2 separate regions of the Ovis aries genome follow, and region 2 is linked to region 1. The links are chromatin contacts, called in public Hi-C maps. All regions are on one chromosome and are shown on one strand. Each heading gives the region's core, a stretch centred on a gene start, on an enhancer-like site or on the middle of the called end of the contact. The rest is flanking DNA. Distances are from core to core; before and after follow the strand shown. Region 1 holds the start of PLXNA2 (plexin A2). Region 2 overlaps PLXNA2 (plexin A2).

Evidence for each region. A called contact is a pair of places that touch in the nucleus more often than the background predicts.
Region 2: a contact with region 1 is called in a Hi-C map of hypothalamus, with 4 times the contacts expected there. The contact joins the enhancer-like site here to the promoter of PLXNA2 in region 1. A contact is called at or near these places in 4 of 16 Hi-C or Micro-C datasets (hypothalamus, muscle, retroperitoneal adipose tissue and 1 more).

The regions. Positions count from the first base shown.
Region 1 is chr12:74,548,503-74,552,507 of ARS-UI_Ramb_v3.0, reverse strand. It overlaps PLXNA2 (plexin A2), which reads right to left and starts at 1,933. Exons shown (of 32, transcript XM_027975987.2): 1 at 1,237-1,933.
Region 2 is chr12:74,772,143-74,776,147 of ARS-UI_Ramb_v3.0, reverse strand. It overlaps PLXNA2 (plexin A2), which reads right to left. Exons shown (of 32, transcript XM_027975987.2): 29 at 3,199-3,368; 30 at 469-681. Among named protein-coding and RNA genes, the nearest start is that of CD34, 120 kb to the left of the region's middle. Within about 2 kb of position 2,312, at least 9 of the 54 cell types and tissues checked have an H3K27ac peak or open chromatin away from gene starts, as enhancers often do. A contact at or near this core is called in hypothalamus, where this site is marked.

The DNA.
Region 1 (4,005 bases), core at 684-3,183:
CAGGGAGAGAAGGAAGGGGATTGAGTGGGTTCCCAGATCTCTGTAGGTTCCTCCAAGCTGCTGGGTCCCCAAGCCACCACCTCGAGCTGGTCCTGTCTTATGTCCCGTGTCTACCCACTGCTAGGATATGCCACGCTTGCCCTAGGATCTTAGATTCTTACAGGAGACTGATGATATTTCCTCTACCCACTTCATAGGGCTCTCCTTTCTAGAAACAGCTGACTCCCTCCAACTCCATCCCTCTGAGTAGGTAGCTCAGATGAGTCTGAGTAGGCAGCTCTTTACTAGAGCAAGAATCATGCCAAACAGGTGGACATTCGTCAGGGGCCTGGGATGGTAGTTTCGGGATGGCTCTCTCTGTCTGACCATCCAGACGATGATTAACCTATGTATAGATTACCTGTGGGATGGAGAAATAGGGCTAGAATTTTCTAAGATCCCTACATCACTTGTGGGGTGGGGCAGGAAGATGCCGAAGGAGAGAAATATCCTAAAGTGGCTTATAAGGGGCCTCTCAGACCCGAAATAAGCTCATCCTTCAGCCCCCCGACCCTCTCCTGCAGCTCAGACCTGGGCGGGGGGGGGGGGGGGGGGGCGGGTGGCGGGGATGGGCGCTTCACCGCCAGGGCGCCCAGAGCACTTGTCCCATTCCGTGCCTTGGACTCCTTCCCTGAGCCTCGGGAAGCTGCGCCTAGGATTCCTGAGTCCCCTGCTCCGAAGAACCGCCAGTGGCCTCCAGGGTCTCTGGGCTCCAGAGTGAACGCCGCCCTCCCCCCCGCCCCCAGTCGAGCGGCGGCCACCGTGGACCCGGCTTTCCTGCGGGTGCGGTGTCCGGGTAGGCCCGCTTGGGGCTGCAGCTCTCGGGACAGACCCGCCACCCCCGCGCTGCCCGGAGCCGCAGCTCGCCGGCAGGTGCGCCGTGGAGGCGCGCGGAGGAGCGCCGCCCGCCAGCAGCCGGTCGGGGAAGCGGGGCGCCGGCGGGGAAGCGGAGAGGGAGGCGGCCGCACCGAGTGAAGCCCGCACACACACGCGCGCGCGGGCGCCGCGCTCCGGCCCGCGAAAGTGGCCGGCCCGGGGCGGGGACTCGCCGGCTGCAGCCGAGCCCGGGCGCTCGGGGCTGGGACCCCGCGGAGGCGGGGCGCCGGGGAAGCCGCCGCGGGGCGAGCGCGCTTCGGGAGGATCGGGCGGCGGGCAGGCGCCGCGGACTCCGAGCGCCCTGCCTCGGGCGCCGCTTACCCAGCTCGGAGATGTCGGTCTGTCCTTCCGTCCCCGGTCCGGCTGCTTCGGCCGCCGGCTCCCGAGGCCGGCGCGCTGCCTGCCCCTCCGGCTGGCCCACGGCTCGCGATCACGCGGGCGGCCGCATCCACATGGGGTCCAGACTCATTAAAATCCACGTCAAGCCACCAGCCACTTATCTGTATTCCTGAAGTGGCCCCTCGGTCTCCGGCCCGCGAGCCCCTCCGTCCTCCGCCGCCCGGTGGCAGCCCCGCCGGGCGCGGCGGCCGGCTCGCGGGGAGAACCGGGAGGCGCCGAGGGGGCGTAGGGGGGGCGGCGGCGGCGGTGGCGGCTGGCGGTGGTCTCTCCTCGGGAAGCAGCAGAGCCCCGGCTGTCTTCAGATTTTTTCCAGCGCGACTTTCCGGGCTCCTCTGACATCAGCAGTCGCGGCGCTTCCTTCCCTTCTCGCTCCCCGGGTTCGTTCACAGTCCCATTTCCTCCGGGAACCTCGCTCTCCGGGTCTATTTCGAGGTTGGCTCCGCTCGCTCCGGCAGCCCCCGGGCTCCCCACGGCTCCCGAGCTCGCGCGGGGTCCCTGTCTGGATCGCGGGGTCCCTGTGTCTGGATCGCCTGCCCTCTCGGCTGAAAAATTCCCAGCAACTGCGTTCGGCCGCGCTCCCGCTCCAGTCTGGCGCGGACGGCGCTGCGCCCGGCGGCTCGGCTCCCGCGGCGGCGGCGGCGGCAGGGCCCTGAGCGCCGGCCCCCCTATATTACCAGGCGGCTCATTATCATAGAGGCCGCGCGCCTTAACCCCCTCCCTGCCGGCCGCGCCCGCCCGGACGGGGGCCGCGCCCGCCGCTGGCACCGCCCTCTGCAGCCAGCCCCCTGCCCCTTCCCCACCCCCCGCCACCCCCCTCTCCACCCCCACCCCCGGACCTCCTCCTCTGCCAGCTGTCAACAAAGGACGACCAGCTTGGGCCGGGGGAGGCCGCCCCGCTCTCTGCTCGGCGCCCAACTCCAGCCCGGACCCGCCAGCCACCTTAAGTGGCCAAAGCAGGATTGCTTTGGGGGAGGGGGGTGCGGGGGGTGGGCACGCCAATCGTGCTGGGGCCTGGGAATTCGGGTGGGGGCCTCGCCGAGCCCCGCAGGGCGTGGGGAGCTCAGGACTGAAGCGGAGTGGGTGGGTGAGGTCAGTGGGGACGTGGGCACAACCCCCCCCACCCCGCCAGCATCACCTGTCACCGCGCGCATACTGCACAGCCCCTCTTCGTCTTTAATTTGAGGGGTGCGTTGGGGGGGGGGAGACCGACCTTTGGCTGATGAGGTTAAGAAGGGGGCTCTCGGAATTTGTGCAAGCAGATTCCGTCTGCTCGTGAATCTCAGAAAGCCAACAAGCTGTCAAATGAGGTTTGAAGTTTTTTGTTTTTTGTTTTTTTTAATTACCATTTTTATTATGTGAAGACGAGCCTTGCTCTGAATTGCAAGTTTTGGACTCTGGTTAGAGACCCTGGGCATCTGGCAAGTGAGGGAGGCTGAGACCAGCTGGGAGCTTTCTATGTCCAGACCCAGGAAGCCTCCCTGGCAGGGGAATCAGAGAGGTACATAACTTGTTCTAATACACTAAGGTGAGAGGCGCCTGGATTCCGGATGGCAGTGCCTCGATGCCTTAACTTGCTTGCTTCCACGTCCTGTAGAATCTCGGTTCCCCCGCAGCCTCTGCACGCGGCTTTGCGAAACAGGCCTGCGAGCTGGACCCCAGCGACTTCGCAGGATCTGCCTAGGCCCTGTTGGCGATCAGAGCACACGCGAGTTTACTCAGTACGTCTGAGTGTTCCGATAAGCTCCGTCTACTGCCCTCTCGTGGCCACAGGCCTCAGTGGTATAAAGAAAAGAGAAGGGGAAAGAAAAAAAAATCACAAGAAACCCTAAAAGAAATCACACGTAATTCTTAGCGCAGCAGGGGCCTTAAAGAACAAGAAAAAAAAAAGAGAGAGAGAGAGAGAGAAATAAATGTAGACTCACCTGTTATGTTGTGCAATCACCCCCTGAATTAAGTAAAGTATTCTGGGGGAAACGTAATATTTACTTCATCCACAGAAATTAGCTCATTTCTCAAAAGTTCTTTTCTCACTGTTAATTAGCTGAAATTTGTCTTCTTGTGACTTTCACTGGTTATTCTTTGCAATGTCCTGTGCAGCTACAAAGAATTTGTTTAAGCTGTCTTTCCTGATCCATACCTGCTCTTTTCTTTGAACTTCTTTAGTATTTATTGTTGGTAGTCCTCCAGGCAATTATCATAAGTTACTCTACATTATTATTTATTTCTTTTTATAAGTTGATCTTGTCTCTCCATCCAGACAGCCTTGCCTACTGTCTTAACTTTGGTTAGACTGAATATAAACCACAATTTATCAAGGAATATGATTTGAAGAAGATGCTAGAAGATTTTGGAAAATATCTTTATTTGTTTGATACATGGAGCATGGGTCCGGTCAGCTCAACCCAGGATAGGCAGTGGTAGGCTTGGAAATACCTAACTGATAAAGCTTGAAGCTGAAAATTAGGACCTTCTGGTTCTCTAATGAAGTGCGCGTGACTCTGGAGGAGGTTCCATCTCTCTCTCTCTCTCTCTCTCTCTCTCTTTTTTTTTCGCTGTTGTTCAGTCGCTCAGTCGTGTCCGACTCTTTTCACCCCCATGGACAGCACGCCAGGCTTCCCGGTCCTTCATCATCTCCCAGATCTTGCTCAAACTCATGTCCACTGAGTTGGTGATGCCATCCGACCATCTCAT
Region 2 (4,005 bases), core at 1,063-3,562, 220 kb before region 1:
TGCTCTCAAGCTGAGTTTGGGGCCTGGACACTTGTTCTCCCTCAGGCCAGAGTCTGCAGTGCTGTGACCAGACTCTCAGTATTCACATTCCAGGTCAGCGCCCTGCTAGCTGTGTGTCCTTGGTAAGTCGCTTGGCATCAGTGGCCTCCTCAGTAAAAAGGGGATGATAATAGGACCTACTTCACTGCTCTGTTGGTATTTTAGTGAGATGATACACACAACATCTTCATCAAAGTGCTGGGTGCTTAGCATATGCTCAGTAAAGGGTGATCAGAATGCTAAATCTGACTCAGGGGGTGCAAAGCTCCCTTTTCCTCCCCCAGCAGGAACTCTGGGCAAAGGAGAAAAAGGTGAGCATGAGGTCTGGAAGGGACCACAAGCAGGGCTTTGAGTCCTTGGTCAGTGAAGCCCAGAGGAGGGAATGGAGCAGGCACTGGGGGCTGGACCGGTCCTCAGGATACTACTGACCTCTCCACCCAGCTCTTGTAGCTGGGGATGTCCTTGGCGTAGAGCAGCTTGTTGGAAGGGGAGTCCTTGCCCAGCCGGTGCTCTGAAGTTGAGCAAGAGTCCATGAAGGTCTGGGCCACCACGGAGAGGCAGGCGTCCGTGATGCTGCCCTTGTGGATGTCAAATACAAACTGGGGGTTCTTGATCACATTCACCCAGAAGCGCAGAGGGAGGCTGGAGGAGAGGGCAGAGGGGTCTCTGAGGGCTGCGTCTGGGCCCGGCCCCGTGCCATCCACTAATATTCCTTCCAACCCCACAAATGCAAAATTCTCTCTGAAGGGCAAGGGAACGGAATCACAGACAACTGGTCCAGCCAGGGCTGCGAATTAAGCCTTAGCTTTGACTGATGCTGGAAGAGAAGGAGCCCCATTGTGCCCTAACGGGAGGCGCTGACCTCGTGCTACAACTGCTCCGAGGTGGGCATGGGGTGGCTTTACTTCCTCCTGGAGGTCTTTTCCAAAGACTCCTGTGCTCCTGGGGGAGCCTAAGTCTAGAGGCCCTGCACCGCTTTCTCAGAGCCCCAGACAAAGCCCCCAGGCTCCCAGAGGCCCCTTCCTGGTGACTGCGGCCATTGTCCGGAAGGACGGGGCGGCAGCCCCAGCCTCGGAGTGGGCACAAAGGCCCCACCTGGGTTCCCCGCCCAGCCAGGCTGGCTGGCCGCTTCCCAGGGCTGGCCCCGCCACGCTGGGCGGAGGAATGGGCTCCCCTGGGAACAGCTCTTTCAGGGCGCTCCCCAGGGCGTTCTCAGCTCCGGGCAGGGGCAGAGGCAGAAGAGGAGGCCATTGTTGGCACGCTGGGAATGACTCGCTGGGGCGCTGCGTTTTTCCCACCCTGAGAGCAACTGATCAGTCGTTAGGAGAATTCTTTCTGCGACTCGGGGAATTTATAATCGGAGGAGAATGCGTTTTCTCTGCTCCTTTGGCCGTGAGGAGGATAAGCCCATTTATTCCCCTTCAAAACCAGAACAGCTGCTGTTTCTGTGGCCTTTTCCAACTTGGCCTCCTCTCCAGCCGCCCGCTGGCCCTTAACTCTTTGGGCTCCTCTCTGCAGTGAGCTCTGTCCCCATTTGTCCTCTGGGCTGACCTCCCCTCTCTCCTTCCTTGTCTCTTGAATCTCCTGGACCCCAGACCTTCCCAAATGTCTCCACGGCCCATGCCAAGTGTTGGGAAAGATCAGCTTTGCCCAGATCCAAGGCCTTCCATTAGGACTTCCGCCTATCTTTGCAGTGAAACGAGGGATCCTTCATTTAACCTGGAGGGGGCGGCCTGGGTGAAGAGGTGGCTCCTCTGGTCCACTCTCCCTTTCCCAGCAGCTCTGAAACCTTCCAGTGTTCTCTCCTTGGACATTAGGTATCTGAGGTCTGGCTAAGAGGGCTGTCCCTGCCACAAATCCAGGGGAGGGCGTTTCTATGACTTGCCCAGATACAGCAGGCACGGGGAGGAGGACAATCCAGAACTTTCTCTTGATTTCCGGGCCGGCCTGGGGGTGGCGGTGGAGGGGAGCTCCAAAGCCACGGCAGAGCCACAGCACGGGCCCTGGGAATGCGGATGGAAGGCCGGTCTCAGGGGCCTGCCCTGGGGGGCTCCACGCCCCGAGACCACCAGACCTCTTCGCTTCGCTCTGCTGTGATCAAAAGCTGTGGCCTCTGGAGGGCTTGGCAGCCACAACACCCCGGAAAGGGAGGAATAGGTGGGGTCCGAGGCCGGGTTTTCCCCCAGTGTTTGGCTGGTTGCTAGGACTTTGGATTCCTAAATAACAGCCGGGGCCCATCTGTGCCGGCTCTGTTTTCCGAGGTAAGGGCTGAGTCCAGACAGCTGTGTGGGCGGCCTGCCCAACTCCAGGCCTGGCCCTCCTCTCTGCCCTCTCTCTGCTCCCTCCTGAGGGAAGGTCTGTGCTCTGGCTCTTGGCCAGGCCTGGCGGGACATGAGGGCCTGTCTTCAGAGTGGTCTGAGATCCAGGTTCAAAACCCAGCAGAGAGACGTCTTGTGCGAAGGGCCTTGGGGAGCCGTCTCTCCCTCTGCTGGGTCTGCCCAGGGAGGGCCCCTCCGGGGACGGAGTCAGGCCCATGGGACCTCCTGCCTGCGGCTTCCTGAGAGCCACGGAGCCGGGCCTTAAGGGGTCGCGTGTGCAACAGCCTTCGCTCATTGGTGAGCTCAAGTTCACGGCAGGTGCAAGCTCTCCCCCAGCACTGGCCAGCCTCCCCAGGGGTCTGAGTTTAATGCAGGGCTCTCCTCGTGCCAGGACGTGCCCAAGATCTGCTGTGCTCGGGAGGCCCCATGCTGCCTGGCCCGCTGCTCAGTCGTCTGGGATGTGGCTCTGTGTGTGGGTTCCCCCCGGCTCCCTTTCCTGAGAACCACAAGTCAGAGAGAAGGAGGTGTGGCCTGGGGAAGGGTCTCGGCCTGAAAGGGCAGGAGCTCCAGTGTGTGTGTGTCCTGGTGCTGGGCCCTGTGCCGGGAGGGCCCTGCCTTGCGCCTGGGGCACACATCAGGTCTGTGGAGCATATGTCCTAGGAGCCTTGGATTACCCAGCCACAGCAGAGAACAGGTTCTACCCCCCCATCTCCCTGGTCCCTGCTGGGCCCTACCCCACGCCCCCACGCCCTGGTCTCTGCTGGGCCCTACCCCACGCCCCCACGCCCTGGTCCTGGCCTTGCCAGGCTGCAGCCCGCCCTGGGCTGCCCGAGGGGTTTACCAGTTGCTCTTCCAAGTGTGCCGCACGTCTGTGTCATGGATGCTGTGTCTGTCTGCCTGCTCATCCAGGAAATCGAACATGTACTTGATGGCCAGGGGGAGCGCGCTGCCCCGGTGCACAGTGCTGAACAAGGTCTCAAACAAGTCGTCCACGAACTTCTGCAGGGTGCCCTGGGAGAGGGGCGGTGGGAGAGAGTGAGGTGGGGGAGGGGGGCCGGCCGCAGACGCACAGGCCGGATGGTGCCTTGCTTGGACTGACCCTGCCTCGGAAATCTGTCTGCGACACCAGGCTGTGCAGACAGGACGGCGGAGGTCGGGGAATGAGGGTCCTTCTGGGGTGTCGGGGAGGTGGGAAGGACTGATGGGCTGCAGGTTTCCAGGAAGAACCGCCTCCAACCAGGAGCCACATGCACACTTATGCTTGTGTCCCTGCCGGGTGGGTGCGGGCAGGGGGAGTTTGATCAAAGACAGCAAGTGCTCTGAGCTCAGGCTTCCCACAGGGAATGAGCGGCACCGGCTGGTATGAGAGGGTATGAGAGGCCATCTAAAGAACCAGCCAGAGGACAGGGACCCTCCCAGCAGGAGCAGGGGAGGACCACAGAGGGCCTGGCAGGAAGGTGTGAAGAGGCTCACTGTGTTAGCAGCCTGGGATAAGTGGGGTCTGGAGTCAGGGTGGGGCGGAGGGTACAGATCCCAGAACGCTCAGGCACAGCCCTGATCACGGGGCCTTGGAGGGTATCGGGGGGCAGGGCCAAGGCTGGGCCTGGGGCCCACAGTTTGCAGGTTCAAGAAATATCTCTGAAGGTCA